Linked DNA regions of Hordeum vulgare: region 2 is linked to region 1. Evidence: chromatin contacts called from public Hi-C data. All regions are on one chromosome and are shown on one strand. The core of a region is the stretch at or near the end of the contact, and the rest is flanking DNA. Distances in the headings are between cores, read along the strand shown.

Region 1 (6,308 bases), core at 1,801-4,300:
CCTCAGAATGTTCATTTCCTCTTATACAGGAACAGGATACGGATCCAATATGTATAGTTCGGCTGGTGGATATGGCAGTACTTATGGTAGCGGCGGGGGGCTCTATGGGAATAGCATGTACTCCAGCTATGGAGGAGGTGGCGGCCTCTATGGAGGTTCCGGGATGTATGGAGGAGGCATGTATAACAGTGGGATGGGAGGCTCTTATGGTGGTTATGGTATGGGCGGCATGGGTGGCATGGGTGGTATGGGCGGCATGGGTGGAATGGGCGGTATGGGTGGTATGGGCCCTTACGGCAATCCGGATCCAAATTCATTTGGCCCTCCTGCTGCACCACCGGGTTTCTGGGTGTCCTTCCTACGTGTGGTATAATACTTCTGCTTACTTTTTCACTGATCATGATTGTGTTCTGTTTCAATTGGTCCAACCATCCAGTGCACATTGAAGCATGCAATAACTTTCCGAGTGTTCATTAATGTCTAATGTGAAATGTTTGGTTACGAACATTTGCTGCCTAAAGCAAACCAATCTTTGTTTACAGTTTCTTCATCCAATTATCCACTATGTTTTACTCTGAAGCCCAGGCTGTTGTGAGTTTCTATGTTGTACCTGTTTTGATATGTCTAGTTAAGTACAGTAGGTTTTAGTTAATGTACATTCTAGTGTGTCATCATGGTAATGTTGAACATTTGACCATGCTTGTTCACATTTGTTTTTTGGAGTAGAGATCTTATCATCGAGTATATCAAAGTTTATAGATAGACATGCGTGAAGTTACATTTCATTCATACAACACCTGAAGGCCCTGTTTGATAGCTGAGTATTTTCTACTCCCTCTGTACCTAAATACTTGTTGTTGGGGAGAACTAATACAAGTTCCCCCACCTACAAGTATTGTGGTACAGAGGAAGTTTGTATTATGAAAATACTAGAGTTTTTCAGATTACCCCGGTTTTAATTACGGTGAGCTGTTTGGCAACCACAAAAAACTATTAATACAACAGTATTCCCTAAACCATGGTATTTTCTCTGGATAAAAAAAACAACCCTGGACCTCTTTTTTTTTAACCGAGCACGTGAAAAGAACGAGCCCACCTAAGCAGCCGCCGCCGCCCTGTTGTGTGTGGATGGCGTCTTGGTCGGCGGCCATGGACAAATCAAAAAGGTTCTTCCCACTGCTTTCTCTGATTTCCCTGAGTCGTGTCCGCCCAATCCGTGTTCGCTCCGTTACTAGATCTTATATAGCCTGATGGACTGGCCTGGCCGGGATGACCAAGTCGTTCCCGTCAACCCGAGCTCCGCCTCGCGTGGTGAGCCTCTGGCATAGCCGTGTTGCAGAGCCTCAGGTCCTTGCTCCATGTCAGTACGTTGTAAGTTTGACTGCTCCTCCTTAATGGGTGTGACATTGAGCTTGCGCGTCCGTTCAATTAGTCTGTGCTCGTACTGGTTTGTGCATGCCGGTGCTCTGTGCATGGTCGTTCATCAGCTTGCAACGTCTAACTAGCTAGCAACGTGAGCGTTTGCAACTGCTTCAAACGACTGGCTAGTTAATTTTAGTTGACGCATATAAGCTCTTGTCAAACAGGTCTCTACAGTTTCTAAATACTCCAAAATACCTTGTTATGTCAAAACCGTGTTCTTTTTGTACCTCCAGGTTAAATTACTGTAGTTTATCAGTACTTTATTTTTTACAATACTTTGCTATCAAACACTGCCGAATTATAATAGTTCTCCCATTACTTTGACGGTTTAACACATGCTTAATCTTTTGAAAACAATTCTTCATAACTAATCATGGATTTTGCTACAGATGCATGGTGCCGTCAGTTTCTTTGGGCGAGTTGCATTTCTCGTTGAACAAAACACACAAGCCTTCTATTTATTCATTACAGCTATGTTGCAGGTACTGTTATTTTATGTTTTCCTCGTTTGTATTGGGTTCAAATAGCATGTACTTACATTGTTTGTATCTGATTGCCGCAGCTTTTTGATCGGTCTGGGATGCTTTACGGTGAGCTTGCGAGATTTGTCTTGCGCCTGATAGGAGTGCGAACAAAGTCAAAGAAAGGCCGTGTTCAGGGCACTGAGGCCCCTGCATTAGAGGGACCTGGCCAGCAGCTTTTTGAGACACCAAAAGCCAACAACAACTCATGGGACAATGTTTGGGGAAACTAAGACGCCTTGCCCTTATATGTGCTGTTGAACTAATAGAAACATACGGTTAGCAAAGGAAAGATTGCCAAAGCATGTATGTCAGCAACCATCAATCAGAAAGCGAAGAAGAGTATCCAGTCGGAGAAATTGTCTGTTGCAGTTAGCGAAAGAACACAAGGGCTGCTCTTTCTGATTTTCATGGCTTAATCTGCTGTGAGCCTAATGATGGCCAGTTTGCTTTGCTGGAGGATGCAGTGTTATTGAAGTATTTTTGTTGTTTGTATGTATGTGGAGGGTAAATAATAGTACCTGTTATCTTGAAAAGAACGGAGCAAAATGTATTGTGTTCCCTATTTGTTAGTTTGATTTTCAACTGAAGGTGGCCTTGAAGATATAATGAAGTGCAAACATTTAATCTTCGCAGTAAGTGTGTCACAGAAGTAGAGACTTGAACAAAAATGTTTTCTCCAGCTAACTGAAGCAGATGTATTATGCATTGATTCTTGCCAAGAAAGTGAGGATTATTATCTTATCATAGCAGCCAAACTGTTGAAATATTGACATGGGTTAAGCTAAAAAAATAACTTGAATTGTTGGTAGCATGACCAACATTTACACGGGTTGCATTAATTTTAACTGAAGTTGGCTTTGAAGATTGTTGCGACAGCTGAGGATGATGATGATGCAGATATCATTGTCTCGACTCCAAGAAAGAAAGTACCCACAGGAAACACGTCTGGAGCACCCCTGATGGATCGTTGAATCCATCCTGAAACGCAAACTGGCAACAGATACGAGGCCGTAGGGAAGAAGAAGAGAAATCACGAATTTTGGCCGAGGGGATAAATCGGTCGATTTTCTAGGGAAGGGAAGGGAGGGTTGCAAATGGATGAGGAAGCAGTGTAGGAGAGCCACCCTCTCTTCCCACCTCCAATTGCTCATCTCATCCATACAACCCCTCATCTCTCTCTCTCTCTCTCTCAACTGCGCAATTTTGTCTGCATGCACCCAAACCTCCTGCGCCTCATCTCTTATATTGCATCAATCCCCTTCCCCACCACAACCCCTAGTTCCTTCCTTCCCCTCAATCTTCAGGGGACAGTCAGCCAAGCCTCCTCGTACAAGGTAATAAAACCTAAAGTAGTAATTTACCAGGTTTATGATGCACCACATGCTCCACTTCTTGGACACTGTTACTGTGTTATTAGCCCATATTCTTTCTTTGTCTTGATCGTGTAATCTTCTTCACAAGGTGTTTCACCCACTTGCAAGTTCTCCCTAACTACAATTATTTAGGTGGAGAGGGAGTAATTTTCTTTTCTTTAGGTTTAATAACTAACTAGGCCTCTTGTTGTTTGTATGGAGTGGTGCAGGTGGTGATTTGCGCAGAAAAATGGAGATCACCAATGTCACAGAGTACCAGGCCATCGCCAAGCAGAAGCTTCCCAAGATGATCTACGACTACTACGCCTCCGGTGCCGAGGACGAGTGGACGCTCCAGGAGAACAGGGAGGCCTTTGCCAGGATCCTGTAAGCTGACTGCCCATCCTTGCCGTTTTCTTCCTACGGTATCTCCGTATCTGTTTGTAGAAATGCGTAAGAGGAACACTGTACCAACTGAATTTCGGGGGTTCAGAGTTTGACCTAGCTTAGAGCGCATCCAGAGACAACGAACTAAGCAATAATTAAAGAGGACAACTATGCTGTTTTCATCAATCAGCTTCTCATGTAATGTTCCGGAAATCCATGCTATTTGTCTAATATTATAGCACTAGTTTAGGAAAAAATATCAAGTTCCTAGTTACGTATAATAGGGTTGCTCAAGTAATTTCTCAATGCATCCTTTCAGAGCTATTCCTCTGTAAACTAGTTCAAAGTTGAGTCACTTTTGAGTCACTTATTTTGGGATGAAGGGAGTAATATAAATTGCTTTAGATCATTACAGAGCTAGAGTAGCATTACTACCGATTTACCCATCCATTGTCTGCATGTGTTTTGGGTAGGTTCCGCCCGCGCATTCTGATCGATGTATCCAAAATCGACATGACAACAACTATCCTGGGATTCAAGCTCTCAATGCCCATCATGATTTCCCCCACTGCCATGCAGAAGATGGCTCACCCAGATGGTATTGTCTCTCTGAAATGCCATTTGATTGTGTTTAATTGAGCTACACCAAAGTATATAACGTTGTAAGAATTTTGAAATGGTTCCTGCTTTGTCTGCTGCACATTGTTGACCTAAAAATAATATCAGGAGAGTATGCAACTGCCCGCGCAGCATCAGCAGCAGGCACTATAATGGTATGTCGATGCAGCCCCTTGCATCAGAATATCTATACTGACCGGTATATTGAACAATCCTATGTGAGGAAGTAGAATGAGGTGCTGTATTTTTCTTTCAGACATTGTCGTCCTGGGCTACTTCAAGTGTTGAGGAGGTTGCCTCAACCGGACCAGGGATCCGTTTCTTCCAACTCTATGTAAATACTACTCCCTCCGTTCCTAAATATAAGTCACCATCCTCTCATTTTGCTACCCAGGGTTGTGAATAATGATACTTCTTCATTTCAACTTTGTAGGTCTACAAAGACAGGAGGGTGGTCGAGCAGCTAGTGAGGAGAGCGGAAAAGGCTGGATTCAAGGCGATAGCGCTCACCGTGGACACCCCACGACTTGGCCGCAGGGAAGCTGATATCAAGAACAGGTATGTTCTCCATAGATCAATCAAACACACAGGCTGCACATATATGTCGGGATTTATATTGAGCAACATCAACCTGCTTGTGGTTGTGGGTGCAGATTTGTTTTGCCACAAAATTTGACACTGAAGAACTTTGAAGGTTTGGACCTGGGGAAAATGGACCAGGTGAGGTGCATAATTCATCTTAGAGAAACACGTTGACGTCTGTTTGTCTGAATTCTCATGAGATCTCTGTGTTCCAAGCAGGCTAACGATTCAGGACTAGCTTCATATGTCGCGGGTCAAATCGACCGCACCCTGAGCTGGAAGGTAAACCAACAAGAAAAGTCTTACTTATGTTCAAAAAAAAAAAAACAAGAAAAGTCTTACTTGAACTTGAAAACCGACTCCATTTGGGCATGAAATTGGTTATAGCTACCCGTGGCCGCAAACCTCTTTCTACGGGTGCACCGGTGGATTTTAAGCCAATGAAATGATGCCACCTCTAAAGCTGTGAGACCACGTTCTTATACGTATTTCTCAGCGCTAGGGTCCACCACGTGTAATCCAGCTGCTCAGCAGCCCACCAGCGTGACTGCAACTGGTGCGGTCCTTTTTTCAACCCATACCAAAGCAGCTAATTTAATAATCATTATAATTAAGAAATCCATTTAACTTAATATTAATTCCTGATTTTCATTTGATTTTACTTAGAGATATTTTTTACATATATCAATAATTCCAAAAAGTAAATCCAATTCTTTCAAAGGACAACTTTCAAATAACTGATTTCGCTCATTTGAAAACTATTTTTAATTCCTTCAGAAAACAAATCTCACTCATTTCCGAAAACTGATTTCAATGATTTCAAAAACTGATTTCAATAATTTCAAGAACTCATTTTCAGGATTTCACACATTAAATTTACAAGCTTCACACATTAAAACAGATTTCGACTATTCCAATTCCAATTTCATATTTCACAATGAGTGAAACTACTTATTTCAAACTGTCAAATAATTTATTTCAATTCTTCAAAAAGAAGATTTCACTCATTGTGAAAACCTAGCTCACTGTCATATTGTACAAAAGATTAAAACTTACTATTTCAAAAGAGTGGCATAAACAATTTCAATTTTCTACCATGTCATTTAACTTATTGGAATTCCAATTTCATATTTCACAATGCCTGAAATAATTATTTCAAACTGTCAAAGAACTGATTTCGATCCTTCAAAAAGAAGATTTCAATCATTGTGAAAACCTATTTCACCGTCATATTGTACAAAAGACTGAAACTTACTATTTTCAAAAGAGTGGCATAAACAATTTTAATTTTCTACATTGTCATTTCAGTTACGCTTCGTTTGGATGTCTCCATTGGAGAGCTCCATATTGAATTGGTCTGAATTCCAAATCAATGGAGGAAAATGAAATGACACGAATGCGAATTCAGCTCTTTGGTTGTCCA
Region 2 (6,308 bases), core at 1,309-3,808, 280 kb before region 1:
TTCCTTTGATACCACAGAGGCCATTGTTCCCAAGGAAGTTGCTGCTGTCCAGGTGCTGGAAGAGCAGGGTGCTCGGAAGCGACCCAACAAGATTATTGTAAGAAAGGTTGCACTCCATGAGGCTTGACAGTTGAGTGAAGGAGGAAGGAACCTCCCCTTGAAGCTCATTGTTGTTCAAGAAGAGGTATTCCAGCATCCGCAAATTCCCTAGCTGAGTTGGGATGTCACCGGATAGCATGTTGTAGCTGAGGTTTAGAGCAATCTGGAGGGCATTGAGTTTGCCAAGCTCAAGCGGCACAGGACCAGACAGTCGGTTGCCTCCCATCTGCAGCTCCGTGAGCCGGGAAAGGCCTCCAAAACTTGCAGGAATGGTGCCATTCAGACTGTTGTCGGATAGCTTGAGCTGCTCCAGGTTCACCAGTGTGCCGAGCTCCCGAGGAACGAGGCCGGTGAAGGAGTTCCTGCTGAGATCAAGCCTCTGTAGCTTTGTACACCTTGCCAACTCCCGAGGGACCGGTCCGGTGAGCTGGTTGGATGATATATTGAAGGCGACGAGCTCCGTGAGGTTGCCAATGCCAGCGGGGAGCTGTCCGACAAAGTAATTCCCCGACAGAATCAGCCTCTCTATGCTCCTCAAGTTGCCGACCTCAGGCGGTATGGGGCCGGAGAAGCGGTTCTGGTTCATCTCAAGCGCCGACAGGTTGTGCATCGCCGACAGCTCGACGGGCAGACTCCCCGTTAGCATGTTACCCCCCAGCCGGAGCTGGGTCAGGGTCTTGCAAGCCTTCACTCCCGGAGGGATGTTGCCGATGAGACGGTTTGACCCCAGGCTCAAGAAGATGAGCTTCTGGTACCTGCACAGGTGAGGCGGGATGCTGCCCGTCAACCGGTTGTCAGACAAATCCAGCACCGACAGCGTGCTTCTCGCCCCCAGCAAAGGAGGGATGCCGCCATGGATTTGGTTGTCGAACAGCTGCAGGTACTCCAAGCACGGCAGGTTCTGAAACTCCATCGGAATTGCGCCGGTGAGGTTGTTGATGGACAGGTCTATCCTCCTTATGACACCCAGCTTGCCCAGCTCCGGCGGGATGCTGCCTTGCAGGCGGTTCTCGAAGAGGTGGAGCAGCCGGAGCGTCTGTACCTTGCCGAGCTCGCTCGGGATGACTCCTGTCAGCTTGTTCTCTGACAGGTCAATCTCCACGGCACTCTGCAGGCTCCCGAGCTCCTTGGGGATGGTGCCCTCCAGCTGGTTCCGGTAAATGTAGAGCTTTACGAGCATGGCCAGCGCACCGAGCTCCCTCGGGACGCCGCCGGTGAAGGCGTTGTCGTTCAACGCCAGCATCTCCAGGTTCGTGCAGCTCCCCAGCTCCGGCGGGATGTCGCCGGTCAAGGCGTTCTGCCAAAGGATCAATGTGGTGAGGTTCTTGAGCCGGGAGAGCTCGCGGGGCAGCGTCCCGGCGAGGTTGTTCTGCGCGAGCCCGAGCACCTCCAGGCTGCTGCACTCGCTAAGCTCGACCGGGATCGGGCCGGAAAGGTCGTTGAGACCCGCGCGGACGACTCGGAGCCGCCGTAGCTTGCGGACGGACGCGGGGATCCCGCCGGTGAGGTTGTTGGTGTAGATGACCAGCTCCTCCAGGGCGGTGAGGTTGCCTATGTCCGCGGGGATCTCGCCGGTCAGCAGGTTTTCGCTGAGGAAGAGACGGCGGAGGGACGGGAGCACGCAGAGCTCTGGCGGGATGGCGCCGTGGAGGGAGTTGGTGCTGAGGTCGAGCACCTCCAGCGCGAGGCACGCGGCGAGCCCTGCGGGGACGGGGCCGGACAGCGCGTTCTTGGACACGTTGAGCACGGCGAGCCGCGGGAGCGCGCAGACGGCGGGGGAGAGAGCTCCACCGAGGCCGAGCCCGTGGAGCGTCACGCCAGTCACCTCACGTGCGACGGAGCAGGCAATGCCGGCCCACCCGCACGGCCCACCGCCGTTGGCCGCATCGTCCCAGCTCGAAAGGCGCCCGTCGACGTCCACCAGCGCGCGCTTGAAATCCCGCAGCGCCGCCGCCTCCTTTTGCTCCGCCGCTGGCACAGCCGAGCTCACGACCGCTAATACAAGAATCGGGAGCAAGAAGTGCGCCACCGTCGCCATTGCCGTACGCGAGAAACAAACCCAAACCCAAACCCAAACCCAAACCCAGGAGCTCGGGCCTCGGGCAGCACAGCGAAACACGCACTAGACTAGACTGCCGGCAAGGAACAGAGTGCCATGGATCTCCTTCCCCACCCACTATGCCACCAGGAAACAGCCGGCCATGGGCGAGGTGGGTGGCACTAGTCACTAGTCGCTCCCGCAAGCGCAAATAGCTAGCGAGTGGGAGGGAGGCAGTAGGAAGCTTTAAGGGCGGCGTGCAGGTGCACTGTGCTGTGGGCGCATGGCGATGGCATTGACCACTGGAGCTGGAGCTGGCGCTGGCATTTCCCCGAGCAGGTGGTGCGCGGGGGCGGGGCAGGGCGCGGGGAGTGTTGTGGACCAGGCCGTCAGCGACACAATTTGCCTCGCGCTGCCTCAACACGATGAGACGAGAGAGTAGACTCGTCGCAGTAAAGTAATACTCGTAGTCGTACGTGTGCTGGTGTGGATTACGGATCGCCCGCTGGCCGAAAGCGCCGTTTTGGTTTGGCAAAAAAGCGGTGTCGTCAACATAAGCACTTTGTGGCTAGAAGGATTACGTGTGTTTTCTCTCACCTTTTTCTTTTTTTTGCGGGGATCTCTCGCCTTTTTCGTTTCTAGCACAAAAGGTTCAGTTTAGGGATTGAGATTTTGCATGCACTCCTCTCGGTTCATATAACTTGTCAGCGTTCCGATCCGATAGACAGTATCATCGTTGAAGATCATCAGCTCGTTGACACGCGGGCCACCAGCAGACCAAAACCAAACAGGAAATATGTTGGGCCTCATTGGACCGTCTAGGCCCGACGCGACCGACACAACCACTACTTCTACGCGTGTATGCGGCGACAACAACATCCAGTTGGATCAGGACGGCTTCGACGACTCTCTTCCCGTTCCCCACCTTCTTCCTCCGCGAGCCGCGGGCCTGTCCGTGAGATCGAGTTGTAGCTACCGCAACTTGTGTGATCTCTAGCCACCAAGACTCGTATCGATCTGGTACCTAACATCCTGGTATCAGAGCACAACCACCATCCTCTCCGCATGTCACTTTGGAGACCCGGTACCGCACCCGCACGCGGCAGATCCTCGTCGCCACCATGGATCTGGCACTCAAGGAGTACCTCGACCAGATGCGCCAGGACGCCAAGGCCGACTCCGGCTCTGTCCTCAAGCCGCTACACATGCAGTCCTCCCAGATCGACGATCTGCTTCGCTGGAAGCTCGATCTCGAAGCTCGTTTCGCCAAGCTGGAAGCTTCCACCCCCTCGTCGTCAAGTGGAGTGACGCAATCCCTTCCGCCGCTGCTTCCCACGTGCGGCGACCTTCACGGGCTAAGTGGCCACGTCGACGTTGATCTCACTGGGGGGGGGGGACTCGTCGATGACCGTTGTGTCGCCGACGGCACTCCCGGTCACGGGTATGACTCCTCTTCCGCTCACCATTACCGCGCCTCCTCTATCATCACCCATCCCCGACTCTCTCGGCCAGCCACCACCATCCATGAGTTTCCCCGTGTTCATGGGCGAGAACCCGCAACTCTGAAAGACGCTCTGCGAGTAGTACTTCCAGATGTTCGTGATCCACGACACCTACCATGTACCTATGGACATCCTCAGTTTCTCGAGCCCTGTGGGCATTTGGCTGCAGTCAGTCTAGAAGAAATTGACTGGGCTAGATTGGGAATCTTTCACCTCCCTACTCTGCACCCGGTTCGGGCGAGACAAGCATCAGATGCTCATCCACCAATTTTATGCCATCAAACAAACCACCACCGTCGCCGATTTCATCGAGCGCTTCGAATCTCTGATGAATCATTTGATATCCTACTCTAAAGCTACTCACTCGTATTTTTTTCTTGACCCGATTTGTTGAGGGACTACAGCTGGACATCCGTTCGATGGTGCTCGTTCAGTGACCACCGGACATGTACACTGCATGTTCGCTCGCTCTACTTCAGGAGGAAGTTGCCGGCGGCGGATTGCCCTATGGGCGCTCCACCAGCCACAACCAAGCTGTGTTTGCTCGTTCGGCCACGCCGTCCTTCTTCAGCAGGCCCGCAACACCAAGAGCAGTCTTTGAAGATCGGCGCGGTACTGACGCCGCGTGCGCACCGTCTGAAGCCAGCAAGGTCGCAACCCTTCGTCGGTTTTGGAGAGCAAAGGGCCTTTGCTTCAAGTGTGGAGACCGATGGGGCAAAGACCATGTCTGTCCACCCACAGTCCAGATGCATGTAGTTGATGAGCTCCTCGCTATGTTTGCACAAGACGATGTTCCACCTAAATCACCACCAACCTCACGTGAACCCGACGAGGAGGATTTGTGCACCATATCACGCTCGGCGAACGACGACTCACCAGATCCATGCGTGCTACAACTCCATGCATGGCTTCAAGGGCATGAGATCGTGATGCTGGTCGATTCAGGTAGCTCCACCTCATTTCTAGACAGTAACTTAGCAACCAAGCTGTCGGGCGACACACCCTCCTCTCGCGACCCTGCAAAGTAAGAGTGGATGATAGTGCTACCATTCCTTGCTCTTACTACATTCCGGACTATCACTGGCTTGCTCAAGGGCACGAATTCAACACTGATTTCAAAATTCCCAAGCTGGGCTCCTATGATGACATCCTTGGTATGGACTGGTTGCGGAAACAGTCCGATGCACATAGACTGGATTGAGCACTACTTGACAGTCACCACACCAAGCGGCCAGCTGCGATTATCGACAACTTCTTCAGACCCGACACAATGTTCAGTGATTTCTGCTCCCAAAATTACTTCAAGAGTGCAAGCAGGGCTCTGTAGCCCACATCATACACCTCAACTCACTCGATGGCAACAGCAGCACAAAGACACCAATGCCAGCTGAGGTTCTTCGTCTACTTGAGTAGTTCACTGATGTGTTCGAAGACCCCATATCCCTGCCACCCAGACGCGAATGTGACCATCGCATACCCCTGATGACAGGAGCACAACCGGTACACTCCAAACCATACCGATATAATCCTGAGCTCAAAACTGAGATCGAGCGTCAAGTCCATGAACTTCTTGATGATGGCGTCATTCAGAAGAGCTCCATCCCGTTCTCCTCTCCAGCACTCCTCGTCAATAAAAAAGACGGTACATGGTGGCTATGCGTTGCTTACCGTCGCCTGAATGCTATGACAATTGTTGCCAAGTACATAGTTCCTATCATTGATGAACTGCTTGATGAACTCACTAGGGCAAAATGGTTCTCCAAGCTCGATTTGCGTGCATGATTTCATCAGATCGGAATGGCCGAAGGAGAGGAGTACACGACTGTTGGAATTATGCCCTAGAGGCAATAATAAATATAGTTATTATTATAATTCCGGTATCAAGATAATCGTTTATTATCCATGCTATAATTGTATTGAATGAAGACTCATTTACATGTGTGGATACATAGACAAAACACTGTCCCTAGCAAGCCTCTAGTTGGCTAGCCAGTTGATCAAAGATAGTCAGTGTCTTCTGATTATGAACAAGGTGTTGTTGCTTGATAACTGGATCACGTCATTAGGAGAATCACGTGATGGACTAGACCCAAACTAATAGACGTAGCATGTTGATCGTGTCATTTTGTTGCTACTGTTTTTCTGCGTGTCAAGTATTTGTTCCTATGACCATGAGATCATATAACTCACTAACACCGGAGGAATACTTTGTGTGTATCAAACGTCGCAACGTAACTGGGTGACTATAAAGATGCTCTACATGTATCTCCGAAGGTGTTCGTTGAGTTAGTATGGATCAAGACTGGGATTTGTCACTCCGTGTGACGGAGAGGTATCTCGGGGCCCACTCGGTAATACAACATCACACACAAGCCTTGCAAGCAATGTAACTTAGTGTAAGTTGCGGGATCTTGTATTACGGAACGAGTAAAGAGACTTGCCGGTAAACGAGATTGAAATAGGTATGCGGATACTGACGATCGAATCTCGGGCAAGTAACATACCGAAGGACAAAGGGAATGACATACGGGATTATATGAATCCTTGGCACTGAGGTTCAAACGATAAGATCTTCGTCGAATATGTAGGATCCAATATGGGCATCCAGGTCCCGCTATTGGATATTGACAGAGGAGTCTCTCGGGTCATGTCTACATAGTTCTCGAACC

The links. A called contact is a pair of places that touch in the nucleus more often than the background predicts.
Region 2: a Hi-C map of leaf shows a contact between it and region 1, with 9 times the contacts expected there. The contact joins the promoter of LOC123426258 here to the promoter of LOC123426254 in region 1. A contact is called at or near these places in 4 of 6 Hi-C or Micro-C datasets (leaf and seedling) and 1 of 1 datasets of contacts at active chromatin or transcription factors (embryo).

What each region holds. Positions count from the first base shown.
Region 1 is chr2H:352,278,564-352,284,871 of MorexV3_pseudomolecules_assembly, reverse strand. It overlaps LOC123426254 (peroxisomal (S)-2-hydroxy-acid oxidase GLO5), which reads left to right and starts at 3,050. Exons shown (of 10, transcript XM_045110052.1): 1 at 3,050-3,280; 2 at 3,529-3,685; 3 at 4,159-4,283; 4 at 4,412-4,458; 5 at 4,560-4,637; 6 at 4,737-4,861; 7 at 4,957-5,023; 8 at 5,105-5,167. The coding sequence starts at 3,549. It also overlaps the pseudogene LOC123426255.
Region 2 is chr2H:352,560,507-352,566,814 of MorexV3_pseudomolecules_assembly, reverse strand. LOC123426258 (leucine-rich repeat receptor-like serine/threonine-protein kinase At1g17230) reads right to left here and starts at 2,558. Exons shown (of 2, transcript XM_045110057.1): 1 at 1-2,558. The coding sequence starts at 2,137.